2 separate regions of the Xenopus laevis genome follow, and region 2 is linked to region 1. The links are chromatin contacts, called in public Hi-C maps. All regions are on one chromosome and are shown on one strand. Each heading gives the region's core, a stretch centred on a gene start, on an enhancer-like site or on the middle of the called end of the contact. The rest is flanking DNA. Distances are from core to core; before and after follow the strand shown.

Evidence for each region. Hi-C and Micro-C count contacts between places; a contact is called where the count stands out from the background.
Region 2: a Hi-C map of the XTC cell line shows a contact between it and region 1, with 3 times the contacts expected there. The contact joins two enhancer-like sites.

The regions. Positions count from the first base shown.
Region 1 is chr8L:90,099,491-90,106,696 of Xenopus_laevis_v10.1, forward strand. No RefSeq gene overlaps it. Among protein-coding and RNA genes, the nearest start is that of kif26a.L, 9.3 kb to the right of the region's middle. Within about 2 kb of position 4,286, at least 1 of the 7 cell types and tissues checked has an H3K27ac peak or open chromatin away from gene starts, as enhancers often do.
Region 2 is chr8L:90,924,139-90,931,344 of Xenopus_laevis_v10.1, forward strand. All of the region lies in intron 1 of adss1.L (adenylosuccinate synthase 1 L homeolog), which reads left to right. Among protein-coding and RNA genes, the nearest start is that of adss1.L, 6.9 kb to the left of the region's middle. Within about 2 kb of position 3,418, at least 1 of the 7 cell types and tissues checked has an H3K27ac peak or open chromatin away from gene starts, as enhancers often do.

The DNA.
Region 1 (7,206 bases), core at 3,036-5,535:
CTAGTCAGAGAGCACAATTGCACTAGAAAAGCCAAATTTCCAGTTTAAAAAACAGAAATTCGACTCTTAAAGGTAACAGAAGCTACTTTTTTGCCACCCCTGGTAACCTTCACAGCGCTGCTTCCTGAGGTGGGTTTTTCAGCTCGCCTAATTGGTGCAGCGCCCCTGATCTTGGTCATCTTATCTTCAGAAATGAAATCCTCAACCCCCTCATTTTTTACTTGGTTGCCTGAATAACCTGTTCACTATTGTGCTATTGTTCCTATTTGTGCATTATAGGGGTATTGTAACCCCTTGCTTATGAGTTGGATGAATAGTTCTTGTGCTGAATATAATTTTTGTCTATTGTTTTAATCATGAAATCTAGCTTTGTTGTGACTGTTTTGTTAGCAAGAGCCCTAAGTTCAGGGAGATTATCCGTGCATTGGTACTCTGATTTTATAGATTGCATGGAGTAGCTTCAGTTTACCTGTTTACCTCAAGCTCAAGAAATAACAAAAACTGGCTTCATGGAGTTCTTTTAACTAATGAGACTGGGCACTGAAGGCTTTTTTGACAGGTAAATTTGTTGTGCTACCCTACATGTGAATGAAGCCTAAGACCAACAGGCATCATTTGGGTTGCTCTTGTGGTCAGCAGAGTAACTAGATATTAGTTGCCCCACAGCAAATTAATTTTAGTGCCCCCAACATATACAGAAATTGTCCTTTTTACCAATATGTGTTGAAATTGCTCATTATTTGGGCCTCATGGGGCCCCCTATACCTCCTGGGCTCCCTGCAGCCGCAGGGTCTGCTTCCTCTGTAGTTACACCCCTGCTCGTGGGGATGGGGTGCATTAAGTGGACATTTCTGGTCCTATATCTTATATATTGTACAAAGAGCAGGGCTAGAGTTACTGTATAAGACTAATGTCAGTGCTTTGGAGGCAAGTTGCTCTTACAAGGGATTTTGTCTGCTATGCCACCTAATACACAAGGTCTTCTAAAAGTCTAAAAAAACACACTTTGGAAATAATTCTTTATCAGGGAAAAAAAAAATAAACTAGAGTATTTTTTTTTCATTTTGACAAAGCATTTTTCTATAATTACACAAGTGCAGATTACATATGACCTACACGTATCTATGTACAGTTAGTACAAGTTTGTGCAATAGGCCATTGTTTTCCTTCAATGTAACAAAATCATTTGGTAGACAATAATACATTTCATTAGTGGGCTTTGCAATGCTTTTTTATTGTCCTAATTTAATTTCCATTATTAGCAGAAGACAGTGGGTTGAATCATTTCTGTGACCATTTGCGCTGCATGGCAGTGCCTGACAGAGAACACAATTGTATCTCTGTGTTCTGTAATGCTAATTGCAGGCCAGAGCCTGCTGCTTGGGAACAGACCCAAGTTAAGTTGTGCCACTGGCAACTTTCCATAGCAGAACAGTAAAAATACATCACAATACCAGCCCCGAACATAATTATACCATTTCTCCATCACTTATAATAAAAGCTTGTACACAATTGCATACCAATTAATGCAGAAACAAAATTACTACAAAAACAGAAAGAATAAATAACAAAGTGCTTAGTTGCTCAGAGAAGAATAAATGGCCCATATATAGAATGCTGCTTAAGTATAATTGTTTAGAAACTGAAAGTATGTCTACCTCCAACTGTGCCCTGGGATAGCAGTGCCAAATGGAACAGGATTTATGTTACCCATATAAGCAATATGCTTTCTTGCAGTGCTCTGAGTAAGTCAGTTTGCCCGCTCGCTCTTTGGCCCATTGCACACAAGCCAGGCTTCATCAACGTGTTTACTGTTTACTGCACAGAAACAAGCCATTCATCAAAGTGAATGGCACCATTGGTGACAGGCATATTTTGAGCATTTGCTGGTGACAGGTATTTGCCATTTAAGTCAATGTCTGCAGTCTGTGCAGTGATAGGAGACGTGGGACTTAAGGAAAGCCTTTCAGATTATCAATGAGTTTTGGCTATAGTTTTGATCTGCAGTCAGTCATTTTGCATAACTATGATTACATTTTAATCAGTGTAAAGTGTAAATAGCATTACAGGGAAGAAATTAGAAGGTTCTGCACCTGCAGAGCATCCACCTATTGCAATGGGAACATTACTATGTGCAGGGTGGGACTGGGCCGGCGGGACACCGGGAAAAAACATGGTGTGCCCCGGCCCAGACCCACTCCCATGATCGGTCGCCCCTCCCAAAGAAAAACATGATGTGTCACAATGTGTGGCAGGCCAGCGTTTGCTCATGCACGAGGGGGGGCTCAGAGGTTTGGAAGTCGGGAGGGGGCCCGGGGGACTGCTAGGAGGACCCTTGATGTCGCAGCCACGGTGGGCCCCCAATGCTCCAGTCTTACCCTGACTATGTGCCATAAACTCCATTCTTCTTTCATGGATTATGCATTAAGATCAGTGTGAAATTCCTATAAGGGAATTCGTAGCAACACTATGAATGCTCTCAAATTACAAACAGGGGTGCTGCTGCCATGAGGCGAGTTGAGCAACTCTCCTCAGACGGCAATGCAAAAACACTTACCAGGGGAAGCAAAAAGCCTCTCCTGGTAAATTTAAGAGCTGAATTTATAGTTTTTAAACTGGAAATTTGGCTCTTCTAGTGCATATAGTGCAAAAGTGAGACATGGCCCATTACCTGTATAATATATGTGCAATTAACCTTAGGAATAAGTTACACACAGCAGGTGCCACATACAGGTCCGAATTTGTGGAGAGGCCACCAAAGCCCAGGCCTGGGGCGGCAGGATTTTAGGGGGCGGCATGCTGCCCAACCACACCCACATTGGTTCAGAAATACTGGAGATGAGCAGGAGATACAATAGTTTTTAAAATCTCACTGTGCACCAATCCCCATTGCTCCGGTCCCGATGATGAAAATGTGAGCAAATAAAAGGGAGGGGACGGCGGCGACGAACGACAGCGGGCCTAGGGGCACCTTCTATGTAAATCCGCCCTGGCCACATACTGATACCAACTACCATCTCTAATAAGTGGTAAATAGATCTGAATGTTTATAGATGTCTTTTTTAAGGTTTGCACTGCCTGGTACTATGTAATTTAAAAGAGAAATTAGGCCCCATTATTGTTAATATGTAATGCAATGTACCCCCTTGGAAACCTTCCCTCTTCAATAACTTATGACTGTATTTAAGTGAGGGACAAGGTAGTGCAGTCCTTAATACTGTTTAATACAGCAAAAATGTAAGGATTTTCTGTGTCCTATGTCTGTGTAGATTTCCTCCAGGTATTCAGGTCCTCCCACACTGCTAAATATACCTCCTGACGAAACTGACACTAGTATGTAGATGTAATAGGGACCTGGAGCTGCAAGCACCACTGAGATAGGGACTGCTGTGAATAATAAACAATCTCTGTAAAGCACTGAAAAACATGTTGGTGCTATAGAAATAATGGATGAGAAAGGGGAAGTACACCTAAAATTAACTAACAATATCCTGTAATTGAAAGTAAGCTAAGCAGCTTCTCTTGCATTCAGGCTTTTGCTTTTCATCTGTCATTCCAGGAAGCAATAAAAATAAAACAATGACATACTGCAGAATGCAACAGTCTAACTCACGCCTAACATTAAGAATAAGCAAATTTTTACTACAGATAACTGATAATTACGACCACGTATTACTGACCTTATTTATATAGTTAATGTCTTTCTTTAGAAACTGGAGGTACTGATGTAATTGAATTGGGAATGTGTATTTCCTTGCACTTTAGACAATTATAGGGCAGATTTAACCATGAATTGATGCTTTCTGTCCAGTCTTGAGGGATTTGGTGATTTAATCTGCTGATTTGTATTGCTATTGTATGGTACCCAGTAGGTAAGGGACCCCAGCTGTCTGGATTCAGGTCACACTCCAAGGAGAAGTATGTACTTTCTACGTTAAGGCTTATGGCATATGTTGCTTTTAAACTGCTATGCTGACCACACTACTACTGTGTTTGCTACTACTACTACTATGTTTTATCTTCTGGCTAAACACCACTACATATAACATAATTGCTACAATTGTACTACTGTGCCTCTTACAAGAAGCACGTGTGTCTTACCTGCAGTGTAGTGCATTGCAGAGAATACCACAGTCAAAGTAAGCTATGAACTGTAAGGAATACTCACGCTCTGGTCCTCTTTGGCAAAATGGCGGTTCCGGTTCTCTTCGGCAAGATGGCGGCCTGCAGGACTCCCTTGTAGCACGTTCTGATGCCCGAGCATCAAACATGCGCAACATCTTGACGCCAGCATGTCAGAATGGACGCAGCATCAGGACACCTGGGCGTCAAGGTGCGCAATGTCAGCACGCAGCATCATGACGCCAGCGCGTCTGTTTGGCACCAGAACTGGCCTATGTAAGATGCCAGAACATTACAGACCTTGCCCAAATAGGTTCATCTTATGGAGTTCCTGGGTGTGATCTATTGCTAAATTCCTTGATTATTGTTATTGACTGTTATTGACTGTTGTTTAGATTTTGAACCTTGCTGTCTGGATTGACCCTTTTGCCTGGACTTTGTTTACTTTTTTGCCTAGCCCTTTTGATACCGCAAACTGAATTGAACTTGGTCCGCAAAATCCCAACAGAGCATTCGGGACCTGACATGAACTCAGTAATGTTTAATGGAAACATTCTTGAATGATACACACGATTATTTTAATAGGTATAGTATTCTCTTTATTGTGGATCTCTTTTTTTTATCTACACTCAGACTCCATATATTTTTAAGAACTGCAAATAAACTAAAGGTTGCATATCTCTGACTAGTATAAGAAAAGTAACATTTTTCTGCATGTGTATTCATTTTCAAGGAAAATAATCTGAATATAATTATTAACCACTTATGACTCGCCAACCTGAACTTGCATTTTGCCCCCTTCCAAAATGCAAGTAAATAAATATAAATACATATCCTGTAGGATAAATCTTGGTCCATTGTTCCAATTTTCAGGATTCTGCTGTACATTTGGTACTTGGCTGACCTTTAATAGTAGCTGCTGTCACTGATATCCTGCAGGGACTGCCGAAACCACTGCACAAATATGATGTGACTGAAACATTATATATTAATAAGCCCAATATAAATAAAAATGACTTTCTCGCGGTGCAGGTGCGGCAGGACAAGTACATCAAATATTACTAATAATTTATCACACAGAAGGAATCTACTGTAAATTCTACAAGTCATGCCAGTGCTCAAATAAAGAAAACCCTACCACTTTTATTGACTTTTTGGAGACAAATATAAGATACCGTTTTCCAGTAAAACATTATTATTACACCCCCACCCATATATTATTATAATGTAATCCTTTGGTTGCTTTTTGCATTCAGTGCTGGTTTGGTAAGGATGAAGGGAGTTGTAATGCAGAGACTGCTTTGAATCCCCCCACCCCCTCCCAGGCCTCGATACAGAGGCAATGCGCTGTCTACATTAAGGCTAGAGCCTATCAGCAAGATTCATGTTCTTCAGCTGTTTAAATAGACGGCCCACCAATTTATTCTATTATTTATTAGAAAAAGTACATTTTCTTTTGGTTGGGGTTTATCTTTAAAAAAATCTATGATTATTTAACATGGGAGCAAAATTACTCTGGTGTAGGTGTTTTTGCTCACTATTATGATATAATTATACAGGTCATATAAAGCAAACAGAAATTTTAACACATGTTGTTAGTGTCCACAGTGAACCCAACCTAACCCTGTCATATGCCTCATGTTATAAAAAAAGCAATGTACAGTAAATAAGCCCAGTAGGCAACAAACAGACTGCATTCAGTACATAACACACATACATACATTTATTACAGACAGATGCAATTGCTACTCACTATGTTTCATATTACATAGTGTAATATAACAAAGCTAATAAGGGTGACAAGAAATCAAGCAATCAAATTTGGTTTAATGAAAAGAATACTTATATTATTAAAGAATAAAGGGAAGTCTGTACACTGGATAAGGCTTATCATATAGACCATGGGGGTAGAGACTGGGTGCTCCTGAGTATATGGTTCAAGTATTAAATAAAAAATATGACAGAAACTCTTTATATAGGGCACATCGGACTTCTCTCAAATTAATCTTCCCCGTGGCAGATTTGATAAGGTTTAAGCTTATAATGTAACTTTTAATTAATTGTGTTAAAAATTCCCCATTTAAGAACATACACACATTTCCCTTATTTCAGGAACATAAGGAGTACATTCATGTGTTAATATTATATAACTCACAGCAATACATTATCCCTTGACTAGCAGTAGATATGGAAGTGGTGTTTGCTTCCTGTCCCCTACAAAACTCTCTGCTCCCCTGGATGCCAATAAGCAGCACCTCACTGGGGATAGCTGACAAATTAGTCACTACCCATTAGAACCTACAGCTTTCTATTAATTTAAGTTTTGTGCTCTTGGAAGTATGGGAGATATGGTTCTGGCATATAAATGTGCAAAATTCACTATTACACCCCACTCAATAAGGAGACACAAACATCATCCCAACTAGGGATGCACTGAATCCAGGATTCGATTTGGGATTTGTTATGGGATTTTGGCAGGATTCTGCCTTTTTCATCAGGATTCGGATTCGGCCAAATGCTTCTGCCCGGCCTAACCAAATCCGAATCCTAATTTGCGTATTTAAATTAGGGGCGGGGTAGGAAATTGCATGACATTTTGTCACAAAACAAGGTAAAAAAAAGTTTTCCCCTTTGCACCCCTAATTTGCATATGCAAATTAGGATTTGGTTCAGTATTCGGACTAATCTTTCGCAAAGGATTCAGGGGTTCGGCCAAATCCAAAATAGTGGATTTGGTGCATCCCTAATCCCAACTGATGTGCACTTTGCTAACAGCCTTTTCAAGACTTATAAATGGCAGTCGAAAACTAGTCCCTACACTGGCATCAGCCTTTCCTGGATCCATTGTGGTGGCCCAATGCAGGTACATGGAGCAGATTTCAGTGCCAAAATGCATGCTTTCCATGCTGAAATATTTGATGTATGTCCAACCCGATACAATGGATCCAAGTGCAGTCACAGGGGAAAAGATGATGTAAAGGCTGATTATCCGCCTGAGTTTATCCAATGGCCGAGAATCAGCCACATCTGGCATTTTTGGATTTGTTTTGGTTTAGACTCAAACAAAACAAAGTGGGCCCATTT
Region 2 (7,206 bases), core at 2,168-4,667, 820 kb after region 1:
CACTTCATACCCGCGCCACAGGGGGCTTTGCACAAAGGTAGACTACAATCAGAAAGATTAATTATGTCAAATTGTCCTAAAAAGAACATCATATTTTCTAACGCCTCACTCCTGGTTTAAGAGTACAACATTATTGTATTCTTTAGCATTCAAATGTCCTTCTGTGCATCATTTTTATGGATTTCTATACAGTGGAACCTCAATTTTAAATATCCTGAAATGTTTCTGGAATTTTACACTGTGTGGTCCAACTAACATATAATGCATAAAGCATTTTCCCCAGATTTTACACCATTTTTTCTGTTCCCCTGAAAAACATAAAAGTGGGGTTCTTGTGCAATTAAAGAGTTGTAAATTTTTGAATCTACATTATTTACCTTAACCATATGATTTATAAAGTGCCCCCACCAGTAGCCAGAATAAGGCTGTGAAATCTTAGATGCCGACAAAGCAATGACATAGTTATTATTATTATTATTAACATGTATTTATATAGCACCAACATATTTCGCAGCGCTCTATTTAAGATACTTAATCTGACCAATCAGCAAGTGAATTTCTGATACAAATAGCCACTGGGAATTGGTGTGTTGCAAATCATCAGTCAGGTAATTTTCCTATACCTGTCATATCATGTGCTATGTGGAGCTCTGACAAAATTGTGCACCTTCAGTTGGGACTTGAACTGAAAATATTTGACAATCACTGCCGTTGCTAGGGTTGCCACCTAGCTTGGAATCCTCAGGAATAACCAGTAAAATATCAGCCAAAACAAGGGCCGATAATAGAAATTGACCAGCAATGTATTATATTGAAAAGTGGCAACCCTTGCCTTGGCATCTGCTAAAACTGAAGTTTTGCTGCTACTTTATCCATCTAAAGAGGAGTTGGACGGGGAGGTTAAGGGCCCACTGGGGCTTCCAATTCAGGGGATCACACACCCCCTGAGCCCCCCTGTTACACCCCCCACCCTCCACACACCTTGTTTTCCTCTTGCTGCGCAATCAGGGCCAAGGCAGGAGGTCAGGGTCTTGTTTTTTTCCCAGGGTCCCGCCAACACAGTCTGACCCTGATCTAAAGAAAGTCTTCTGAAATCAGTGCAGTAGACATTTGGTTATGAGCCATTAAGATGTAGTTCTACTATTTAGTGAGATAAATACCAATCAATCCAACATGTTGGAAGCGCCAAAATGATGTCATAGCAGATGTCAGTAGATCCAGGGCAGGTTGGGGGCCATTAACATCTCTTATACTGCCACTGTCACATAACAATCAGAGCTTCTACACCAGTTCTTTCCCCTAAATTCCATTTGGGAAACTGGCCTTGCACACCTCAAGAGTATGAAGTACATGTATGCAGCATTATTATAACGCCCATTCATAGATTACACAGTGTTCTGCTGCAGTAGGATTGGTAACAAATTCACCTTGAAGAAATGCAAAATTTTCAGTTTTATATAAAAAGTATTTTACTTCAGTTTTTATGACCATTCAACTGACTTTTATGGCACTAGAGCTTCTTTTCCTGTGATAAAAATGGAAGTGGTTGACCATGTAATTCTTAGAAGCTTTATATTATGTATGATCCTTGGCCTGCTACCACCCGAAGCAGTAGATCCTGTGCTGCTTTCCACCATGGAAGTTTCAGCTTGGCTTATGGCTTAAACATCCTTGGTAGCCACTAAAGATATCAGCAGGAATCATTTACTGGTTGTCTGTTTGAAAGCAAACATCTGAATGGTTACTGTGGGTTACTAGACCTATTGCAAAGCTTGAGAATTTTAATACATTACCCCTTATATCATTAAGGACTAGGACATATGTGTAGTTTTCCACAATCCACAAAAAACACTGATGATCGTCCATGGGTTGCTTACTAATTATGGAAAGTAGCCACAGACCAATAACTAATGCTTTAAATGCACTGTTGCATGTTTTGGGGTGATAATCATCTATTTAGAACTACTTACACCCCACAATAAGAAATAATCTGTGGTTAATGCACTGCATGTTTTACTCTGTCTTCATTATTTTATTATTTGCCCGTTTTATTAAATAAAATGTAATTGCATGAGCAAAAGTGATTAGTTTGAAATAGCATTGTAGAAAGTAGTATCTTGTAAAAATACAAATCTCTATATATCTATAAAATATCATACGATCATAGCCGAGTCTGTTTGCTATTTAAAGTTGCAGTCTGCTGTGTGTAACCCGGAGGTCAGCCCTGCCCCAAGCAATATAAAAATACAGTTGGAGAAGGTCAGGTTTTAGATTACATGCACTGGTATAGAATAGAACACAGGATCTTCATCTGTCGGAAAACAATATTTAAAGCAGAACATGATGGATATGTGACAAACATCAAAGGGCTTCTTGGTTATGACTTAAGCATTTCTTACACTTTTCAGCAAATATATATGCATTATTATTCTGTATTTACATATCACTAACATATTCTGCAGTACTTTAGAAAAAAATCTACTATCATTCCTTGACCCAGTGAAGTTTATAAACCAAAGTTGGCCATACATGTACCACTCCCATACTGCTTGGTTACAGATAAGATGTGATTGTACAATTGTACCATCCCTTTTTAAAGGGATACTGTCATAGAGAAACAAGTTTTATTTTTAAAATGCATGAGTTAATAGTGCTGCTTCAGCAGTATTCTGCACTGAAACCTGTTTTTTAAAAGAGCAGACAGTTTTTTATAGGTAATTTTGATATTAAAATTTAGTATGGGGCTAGATATGATGTCCTTTTCCCAGGTGCCCCCAACCATGTGTCTTCCAACCCCAACTATCAGCAGCCTATCAACAGAACAGTGGGCAGCTAACTCCCTGGAGGAGATAGTGACTCCATTGGCTAGCTGCACTGCTGCTACCGTCCTGAATTTTAGCAAGTTGGTGAACAGGCAAAACTGCCTATACTGCCTCCTAATAATTTAGCGTGGCTTTTGGCATTTCTCTTCCAGCTAAAATACACTATGGAAATTACACACATGGAAAATGGAATTACGGATATGGACATTATGGGTCAATCACAAACACATACAGTTGTGCATTATTTCTTGAGGCCTTTATTGTATCTGTCATTATCACATATCCTTTTAGGGTATGAACTTACATGTTTACATAAATAAATCACTTTTGGAATCAAGCTGTACTTTCAGCAGCGTTCCTAGAGGGGGGCGGGCCCTGGTGCGTGATGCGCAGCCGGGCCCCGCCCCACTCCGTACGGTGCGCTGCCGGGTTGATTTCAGTGGCGTGTGGCGCTGCCGGGGGGCCCTGAAGGGGTGCAGGCCCTGGCCCGCTCGCACCCCCTGCTCCCCCGGTAGTGCAGCCACTGTGTACTTTCTGTGGGTGAATGGGTATCAAGCTACTTTTGGCAGCTGTAATAAAAACTCACCCTGGTGGTCTAGTGGTGCGGCGGGGACGCACACCGTGCAATCGGCGGGGATGCCTGCTGCTCCTCTTCTCTGGCTCCTTCCTAGTGCGTGACACACGCACTTCGGGATTTTGTAGGCGCATGCGCACTAGCGTAATGACGTCAGCGCGCAATGGAGCGAAATTCAAAAGCTATTTAGGGCTGCGAGACCTTGCCTGTGATAGGAGTTTATTCCTGGTGCTTCCTGAGCTTTGCTAATTCCGTTTTGAACCTGTCTTGATTCCTGTTGTGACCCCTGCCTGGCTTTTGACTATTCTGACCTCTGGATCCTGACCCTTGCTTGAATACCGACTACTTCTTCTGATTAACCCTCTGATTGACTTCCTGGTTTGACCCTTGCCTGCCTGACTACGTTTATTCTCTGCCTGCCCCGACCCGGCCTGATCTGACTACTCTATTGCCTAACGCCTTGTACTACGACCTTCTGTCCAAAGACTTTGCTTTACAGTCGTGCCCCTCTACCTATCCAGAACCCTCATCTTGCACCTCTCGTTTAAGTCCAGGTGGCATCCAAGTAAGCCGAGGGCTCCTCCCGAGGCCCAAAGACAGTCACACTACTGGTGAAGCACGAGCTGAGACCAGGGTGCCTGGTGTTCGTTCTGGTGTTGGGTGCCGACCGTGACAGCAGCAGTCTGTATTCTTAGGTATTCTTGATAGTCCAGTGAAAAGGCACCATTGCAATATGACACACACACACACACATATATTGTACAAATCCTGATATGATTACTTGAAAGGTTCAATAGTGACTTGAAGCTGGGTCATAGGGATTCTATAATTGTTATTGCAGACTTCAGAGGTGATGCTATTTTTTTCATGAGCCTTATTTCATCGATTTATTGAGGGCTTCTTGGTCATAATAGAAAGGTGCTGTGTAGTTAATATATAAACTTAGCTGTTTCATTCTCTTGGATAAAGTCCCAAGATGGGATGCAAGCCTAAAGCTAGACATGATCCTATATAGTAACTGGTGTCCTTTGCAGCTAGACATGATGCCATTTGTGCCCTTGTCATTCAAACCACATACAATTAGATTTTACCAGTTCCTGGATCTGTTCCCATTGGGTGTTTCTCCTAATTGTTTGTTATATCTGATTTCTCTACTTCTTAATCTAATATTTTGGAGTTTACAAACCTTTTAATGGCTTCACAGATGGAATAACCAGAAGACTCATCAAGCAGGAATGACACAGCACATGCAGCCTAAGGAAACCATTCAGTAAAGACCTCAAATGTTGGCAGTGAAACATTAGGTTGATTGGACTGGACAAATATTCTCTGTCTCTACTCTCAGTCCTGTTTTGTTTGTTGCAACTGGTGAAACTGCTCTGTTAGCTCCTGTTGTCTTTTCCATGTTGAGTCATTTTCCACACTTAATCCTATAGATTGCCTCCCACTAATGTCTGTCAAGGATAATGTGGTTAATGTTTATAGCGAATGAAGGATCAACCTCATTAATTCCACAACTGTGAATTTAGGACTATGGCACACCAAGGTTTCTGATCACTGCAGTAGTCTACTGGCAATCAAACATTGTTGACTGCATCGGGTCAATAATGGAAATAGTCTAGTTCCCTGCCACATGTTGGACTCAATGAATGAGCTTTAATAGATGTCTTTGTCCATTCTGTGGTTTAAAGCCTTATTATGCAAGCAAATCTGGTTAGACAAAGGTTCACATTGACCCTGTCAAAGCAGCCAGTTGTATACCTATTTTAGATCAACGTGTAAATCCTTTTCCACATTCATGTTGCCCTATGATTTATGGTAGATGGATTAAAATAGTCTAGTAGTTCACCAGTTTATAAGAATAAGAAGATAGTAAAGTTGGGGTTATTATCCTTCAAATAGGCACGCCATAGTAGGAAGCACAAAAGCGTCAAGAATGTAATTGTAGACTGTTGCTTTAAGGCTTGTTTTCCATGAAACCAGGGGCCATAACTGAAACCCTGGAAAAAGGCCCCACTATTATGCATTCAGGCAGGTATATTTGTCCTGGCCTCTGTCTAATTCAAAACATTCTGTCAGAATACCTGGTAGTTAAGTACCATTTATTGGTCCAGAGGATGAGTTCCCACTGCTCCAAAGTCCAATGTCAGTTGCTTTTACAACAATCCAGCTGAAGCTTGACACATGGTGACCTTAGGTTTCTTTGCCTCGGATCACCAATAAAAACCCAGTGCTTCCTACAAGAAACTCTTATGCTGACATGGTTCTGGAGACAGTTTTGAACTTAGCAGTTAGGACATGTAATTGTAAATGGATTGTCTGGATACTTTTGCCCATATAGCATTTATTGCCCTACAATGCAATATTCCTTGTGATGTAAGATACATGCAGGTGTTAGGCCCATATCTACTTGCTTTGCTTTGATTATTTGCAGATGGACTAAAATACTTATTAATAACCCTAAAAGGGAATTGTTTGTATAGGGAGTTAAAGATATATCTAGACATTAAGGTGGTAATTTATCAAAGGTCGAGTTTGTGATGTTTGTGAGGTTTTTTCTACCTCGAATAAATTCACAACTCGACTGTTTGCTTATTTATGAACAAACCCTGCTCTGATGAAGCGCCCAATAACACAAAACGTGTCAGGAGAGAGTGGCTGACATGAGGTAGGCAAATGGGGGGTTGATAGTGCTTTGTGGCATGTTACAAAGAAAATGGTTTGTGAATGAATTACAGTATGTAATGACTATGGTTACGGTTGAATTGCAATAAATGTTATATGTGAGATACTGTGCATGTTTTGAATTTATATTGCATATATGGTTTGGACCTGTTGCACAGTTCTCGCTGTAGGATAGTACATATCCCAATCATCTAAAATGTATATGTATGAAAAAACCCAAATATAAAAAAACTTGATTCAATGCAATCGGGGGAAAAAACTCGAATACCTTGAATTTATTATGTCTATATGCTAAAAATACAGTGAATACCTCAATGTATTGAATTATCATGCGCAAACCACCATAAAAAAAACTGAAAATCGGGAAGGCAAAAAATATCTTCAAATGGTTAAAGGGACCTCTGCCATTGACTTCTACATGACAGGGGTATTTGGGCATTAAGCATTACCCTCAAAAAACTCACACTTTTCGAGAGAACACAACTCGACCTTTAATAAATAACCCCCTAGGTAATCAACAATAATCACCAGTAATCCTTAGCAACTGCCTTATCTCCCAGCTTCATAGGGGACCCTTGGGGAGTAAATATTCTTTGTTCATTGCAGGATAACTATATATTGGCCGTGAGCTGTTGATAAACCCCTCAGATAATAAAATAAACGTGGGATTGCTTGATAATAGACATTGTAGTCCCTGACTAATGCTCAGGTCTATTTATCTGGACGCCCCTTGCGAATTTGATCAAATCACTTGCATTGTGAGCAATATAGATTGTAAGCTCTGTAGGGATGAATATACATGTACTTCTTTAAGTCAGTAGCATTATGTGTGGGTATATAAAATGATATGAGGCTGGGCATGCCAGTGGTTTCCTGAGACTCTGAAATTTCCACTGACACTGGCTGGGAAGAGCTACCAAGGCTGAGTAACTATTTTAGGAAAGGGAGATTCAATAGCTGTTTATAGTTCAGACAGACTAGTGTATCATCATGTACTTTCTTCTTGATAAACACACCAGTGACCATGAGAAAGCATCTTAAACGTTAAAGGGAAAGTGTCATTACGATTTAGTTGAGCTTCTGTTTCATGATTAATGATGATGCTTCTGTTTCTTTTACAGAGCT